Linked DNA regions of Athene noctua: region 1 is linked to region 2. Evidence: chromatin contacts called from public Hi-C data. All regions are on one chromosome and are shown on one strand. The core of a region is the stretch at or near the end of the contact, and the rest is flanking DNA. Distances in the headings are between cores, read along the strand shown.

Evidence for each region. A called contact is a pair of places that touch in the nucleus more often than the background predicts.
Region 1: a Hi-C map of heart shows a contact between it and region 2, with 3 times the contacts expected there. The contact joins the promoter of CALCRL here to the promoter of ZSWIM2 in region 2. A contact is called at or near these places in 2 of 2 Hi-C or Micro-C datasets (heart and liver).

What each region holds. Positions count from the first base shown.
Region 1 is chr7:34,302,737-34,306,041 of bAthNoc1.hap1.1, forward strand. It overlaps CALCRL (calcitonin receptor like receptor), which reads right to left and starts at 1,377. Exons shown (of 14, transcript XM_074910563.1): 1 at 1,172-1,377; 2 at 502-644.
Region 2 is chr7:34,083,872-34,087,163 of bAthNoc1.hap1.1, forward strand. ZSWIM2 (zinc finger SWIM-type containing 2) reads right to left here and starts at 1,599. Exons shown (of 4, transcript XM_074911008.1): 1 at 1,548-1,599. The coding sequence starts at 1,599.

The sequences.
Region 1 (3,305 bases), core at 127-2,626, 220 kb after region 2:
TTTAAACTTATTAGTGCAAATTAATTACAATATCGCCAGTATGTACAATATGACTGGAAAGACTCTGCATTGGCACAACTGTAAGAGCAGCAAACTCTGGCCCCAGGATACCTGGCATAAATTTATGAAGGTAGAGAGCAAAAAACCTCAGCTATTATTATTACTTAAATCTCGGCCCCTATAAAACGTACGGATGACTAAATGAATCATTGTAGATCATATCCAAGCGTGATTTATAGGCTATACTTTTTCTTAACTATCCCTTTGGAAACAAGATTTCTTCTCCTGATTCTACAGACCCATTGCTCCCACACAAAAGCAAATGCCTAGAGGTAGCACTCTCATGCAACCGTATTTGTAAAAACGGGGGATATCGCATCTGTTTTGGAAAACTGAAGAAGTGGCAAGACTCTTAACCGTCTCTCAGCTGATACTGTCACAGGATCACACACTTTCCGCCGTTCAATAGTTTCTCAAGGAAATGAAATAGCAGCCAATTACCTTTCAATAAATCAGTTCGGCGTTTGCGGGAAAAATGTCAAACAGTAACAGCCCGGCACGCGTAGGAGCTTCAAACTCGAGCTTTTTCTCAAGGAAACAGAAAGTCCAAACAAACCAGAAGCTTTATCTTTTTAGTTGTGGAACTGCAATACAAAACCTAACTATGAACTAAATCAAGTATGACCTCTTCCCGGTACAATAGAGTCAATGAGATTAAAGGAATACTCGGTAAGAAAATCTACACCACTTTGTCACCTAATTCAGCCTCTCTTGGAAGAGCTCCAGTTGTACTGAATTAGTCTTAAGGACCCTTTTCAAACCAATGAGCCGCTAATTCTCTCCAGATGCAACGACAGGAATTTGGTTAGCAAATATGAGGGGTTTGAGACAGAATCCTTTATGTGCCGATTAGGGTATTTTTACCTCCCTTTCTATTTATCGGTGATTATTCCTCGAAGGTATATAACAACAACACCAGCTATAAAATCAACTCAACGTTTCGCTCACTAAAAACAAACGAAGCTTTCCCTCAGGCATACCCCCTTCTCCCTGCAGGTTACATCCCCCACGCCGGGGTTAAGGCACACACGCCTATGACTCGCCGTGCTCCCGGAGGGCACGAAACCAACCCGCCGCTCTCCGGTGAGAGCACGCGGCAGCCCGGACTCACCACGCCGAGCCGTGCGGGAGCGCTTTCGGAGCCACCGGGCTGCTTTCCCTCGCCGGCGAGAGCGGCAGGAGATGCCGCGTTCCCTGGTGCCTCGCCTCGCTCCCTGCCGCCTCCCAAGACTCGTGGGCCGGCCGGAGCGCAGCGGTGCCCCGACCCCGCCGCCGGGCGAGCGCCGCGGCCGCGCCTGCTGCTGCCGGGCGAGCGGAGCGCCGCGGCGGGCAGCGCCGGCAGCTCCCGGGCGGGCGGGCGGCACGGCAGCGCTTCCTGTTACATCACCCCGACCCCGCCTGCAGCCGCCCCGAAGTTACTTTTCGTTCTCAAAGGGCTGGTCCCGGGGCAGCCGGGCTCCGCCGGCGCTCCCCGGCGGGAGCGGGGCCGCCCGCGGCCGGCGGCGGGTCCTGCGCGGGGCGGGCTGCCCGCGCCTCGCCCCCGGTCCCTGCCGCTCGGCCGCCCCGGGTAGGGGCTAACGCGCCGAAACGGGTCGGGAAAGGCGCGGAGGGGACCACGGGACCTGTCTGTTCACGGACCGAGCCACCGAGATGCCTCCGCCTCCCCCTCGAACCAGACCCCGAGAAATAAATGAGAGGCAAACAGTGCGCGGGAGCTGCGTGACTGACCTGGCCCGCCTCTGCCAGGAACCGCGGGGGCCGCGCTGTGTCCCGTCCTGGCAGTGCTGAAAAGCTCTACAGGGAAACACTTCCATGCCTCAAATGCATCCTGCTGCATTCCTCAAATGTAAAACTGCATTAAAGGTCAGAATCCAAGTCTCAAAATCAAGCAAGTGCGTAATTTAAAATGCCACTTTGCTTTATACCCACGAAAAAAACAACAAAAAAACCCCAACAACAACAACAAAACCCCCAAACAACCCCACACCACCAAAACTCACCTGTAAATAAGTCTTTGAAATATCAAGGGTAGAAAAAAGGCAGCGGGAACATTACTGCTGCTGCACAGATCTCTAGGCTGCATTTCTTTAATGATTAGAAAACACAAGTATGAGCTGCCTGCTTTGAAAACTGCCATAACTGAAGACAAGGCAAAATTAACGTCTGTCTTTCTACAAGAATTCTGTATCAGGACCTAAAATGTGTCTTAGAGCGTTTGTCACTTGTACAGCTGGTGCCTGTGCTACAGAATCTCTGCTCTCCAGCTCAACAGACAGTTGCTGTGTGCACATGACAATAGTATGCTGAACAAACGTGGAGTTCATGGAGCGTTGAGCTCAAATAACACTAACACCTGTAACACCAGTGCTCCTTATGGAAGTCCCTAAGGACCTCCCAAAGGTCATGGTTTTGTAAGTGCTCATTAAAATGATAACCATTAAATTTGTTCACGAAACAAGATGAAGTATTCTGCCTGCTTTTCACTAGCTGTTGCTCATCCACTCTTCTTACCAGCAGAAACATTTGTAGAACATGTTGTGAACTGGATGAGTGAATTCATCTGGCCATTGAAGAATCTTTTCCTCAAAAATGAAATCAGCAAAAAGCCCAAAACTAAGGAAAAAACCAAAAAAAAAAAAAAAAACAAACAAAAAAAACCCAACAACAAACAAACCAACCCCAAGCCAGGGTCAGGAAAAATTGGAAGAGGGAAAGGGGGCAGGAATACTCTAAATCCATACAGCCACTGGATAATAAGAATTGTGAAATCACACTCTAGGGTCACTAAAAGAACAGTCATATGACTTTAATACTCATTTGGCACTTGCACGTGTTGGTGTTTCTAGGATCTTACATCAACAGGAGAATGTCTGAGTTTTATAATCAGTGAACAACTAAGAACTGGCACTCTAAACCTCTAGGCAATGTAAACAGATACAACCCGGGGATTAGCTCTGATTCTGAACAGTGACAGAAATTAACTTCCCTGAAATAAACGGTGTCACCTGAGGTAGGGGAATTTCATCAGAAGTGAGCCTGGCTGCATTATTTTAGACCAATTAGGTCTAGGCTGCAGTCTACAACAGGGTTATGTTGTACACTGTAACCTACAAAATAACCCATGTATTCCAGCCAAGCACACATGTTCAAGACAGACATTTGAATTAACAGGAAGATTTATTACATAGGCCGCGTTTGTTTTGGCATGTCAAATTCAGTGGAGTTTTGTGGGGTTTGTTTTTTTT
Region 2 (3,292 bases), core at 349-2,848:
ATGTTTAAGTCAGAGTAAAAAAAGTTTTTACTTCTAAATACTGAAAATGAACAACTACAGAGGATTTTCTAGAAATACTATTTCCTGGAAAAATAAACAGCATAATGTTTTTCCCTCTAGTGACCTGTGTTAAAAAAAAAAAAAAAAAGCTTTTCAGATCCCAACGAATTGAGCTTTGCACCGTGTTCTGAAACATGGAATAATAAAGAAGGAAACATGATTTCCTGAGTATAATTCATGATGCTTGTGAACCGAATGTGTTTTACTTCTCATTCAAGAGGCTAGTCTCATAACCAAATGCTGACACCTCAGTAAAACACTGAAGGAACTTCCTTGAAGTTTCCTTATTTTCACAAGAAGAAAATGATGCAAGGTAGGAAATCCCTCTGCTAACAGCCAGCTTTGGCAAATTAATCTGTTCTCTGAAACTCAGTCTGGGTACAGTTCTGATATCCCATGTCACTATATTCCATAGCCAGAAACTAGTTACAAATTCTAGTGACGACTTAAGATGAAAACGGCCTCACTGGTTTCTACTGAAGTTATTTTGACTGTACAAAACTTCAGAAAGTAAAATGTTCTAAAATTTAGTTCCGATGAAAAAATGCAAACTAGGTTCTGACTATGTACAAGATGTTTACTTTTGTATGTAAATATTTTTTAAGAAATAACTTCTTGAATGGTGGCCATTCTTTGAAGTTGTTTTGTATTTAGCTGCCTTGCTACTACTTGGAAAAAGATCTTTAGACTAATTATTTTGTGGGATATTTTTGCTATTTGTGTTGAGTTCCTAAAGTTCTAGGTAAGGAAATCTAAAAATCCAGTTGAGATTCTGGCTCATAATAGCCTGAAGTCCTGACTCATGTCAGAAAGCTAACCTAGCTATACAGATTTTATCCTTTGGATGAGAAAGGTTTGTGGGTTTGGTGAGAGAAAGCCATGTCAAAATCAGTAAAAGATTACATTTTGCACAGTTTACTTTCTTCATACACCCATAAGTTTGAGGGGGAATCTTCAAGCCATTGGCAGCATTCATGAAATACTAATGATGTGAAAATAAAAATGTCACCCTAAATTAGAAAAGTCACTGCAGCTAGTTTATGCTGAAGGACTTGCTAGAAAAAAAGTGGTACAAGATGAACTGTAGTTCTATAGTTAATTTCTTATTAAATGAGGCAGCAAATTTGTCAGTGTCTACCCCATAAGCACATCTTGAAAGCACTAGATTAACTTCAGTACAAGGTGTTTTTAAATATTAAATGTTATATAAATATATACATTTTAAATACTAAGTACTTTGTTGCTTTTTTTGCATTTTCATTTTTCTTGAGACTGCAGTTGTAATCAATGATGTAACAGAGTGTTCTGTATCGGAAATACAAAACGAATTGTAAAATGCCTGAAAGCACTAAACTTTAAGTGGAAGAGGGAGAGGAGGAGAACCCTTATCTATGAAGAAATTTTATCAAAACTCTGGAGGACATTGCTTCATGCATTTAAAATCCATTAAGTTCTACATGCAAGCCATAAATAAGGCTAATACTTCCATTCATGATCTCTTGGTAATTGAGACTTTTTCAGCAGTATCCTACAATTCATGATCAAAATATCTAATATGTATAAACATCAGTGTAAAGTAAGGTAGTTGTCAGTTTAACTTGACAATTTAAGTGGAGCAGCCTTGTAATAGTCCTACGCAGTCTTACAGAGAAAGTGTTAATGGTGTGATTAGATGAGAGAAGCTGAAAATCTTACAGTAGTAGATTCAGTTTGGTAAATTTAAATAGATTTTTAAGAATTAATTTCAATCAAGGGTATAGTCCTCCTCCTGGCTTATTTTGCTGTCACTGATTTCTTCAGTGACTTGGTTCAACTTTCTAGACTGCCAAAAAAACTTAGCCTAGACAAAAATAGTAATTTTCTGTTGTTTAGTGGGCTTTATTCAGCCTATTGAATCCTGAGACAAGTAATACATCCTTAACAGCGAACAGAAACTGCTGTGGCTGCAGGAAACCATTTCATGGATTTCTGTGCGAGGCTTCACGCTAGGGCAGTGGTTCGGGGCTCCGTTCAGGGCTCGCAGGGGCCTTCGGTGGAAGCTTCACGGGCTGCTTCTGAAGTCCGAAGTGGATCTTGTGTGGCTGTTTTTGACACCAGCTTTATCTTTGCTCCAACGTAAACACACCTGCGCTCATATATAAAAATAGTTCCCTACCCCCCCACCACCCCCCCGGCACTAAAACCAAGCCAACAGGCGCATGTAGGGCGCAGCTCTGGTGCCAGCGCGCGTTGCCCCGCGGTCCGTGCCGGTGCTGCTCTGCAGAAGTACCAGCCGCGCCGCGCACCAAGGTCGGGCCGCGCACACGGGCGCTGCGGCCTCCAGCGCGCACCGCCGCCCTCAACCCGACGGGGAAACGGCGGGACCTCGGGGCGGCGGCGGGCGCGGGGCCCGTCCCTGCCGGCAGGGCGGCGCGGGCGCGGCGCTGCCCCGGCACCTGCCACAGCCGGGCGGGGAGCGCCCGCGGAAAGACGAAGCGACACGGCCCAGCTCCGGCGCGACGCGCACGGTGCTGCCCGCTGCCGGCGCTGCCGGGCGCCCACCCGCCGCCGCCATGGCCGGGGGCGCCGCCGCGGGCCCCGCAGGCCGACCCGACGGGCTGCCGGGCACGGCCGGCCTGGGGCGGCGGTCCCTGCCCAGCCCAGGCTCCCGCGGGCCTCGGGGCTGCTCCCGCCGGCTGCCGGTGGATCTTCTCAGGAGAAGGGAGGCGTCGCCTCCTCACCCCCTTCGTTCCCTTCCCTCGGCACTCCTCGGTTCTTTTTTAACGCACTCGAAATACGCGGGGTTTATTCCGTGCTCTTTGTAAGGCAAAACAGGTCAGAAAACGTTTACCAGAAAGGTGGGCGGGTTTCCATTTTGTGTCGCAGTCGCTAGGGGGAACTGTTGCACTCCCGATAGTCTGGAAAAACGTGTTTATTTTCACTATGTTAAATATTTGTATCGATTCTTTAAACAATTGATAGTTACGAGTCTTTTGATAATATAAAAGTAGTTTGTGTAGTCTTTACTGGAATATAAATAGATATAATGTGGTAACGGGGTCCTAAATCCCATTTATGTTTTGTCTTGTGCTAGACCTCTTTGAAGTGCTCCCAGAACAGCAGGAAGAGTCAGCAGAGGGGCCCCGGGGCTGCCAGAGGAGTTGGGATGAGGTTACGGGAAGGCAGCAGGAATCTGGGGCCTGGCGCTGTGCCACGTCAAAATGGATGCCCCCTGTGACAGGTGGTGGAGGAA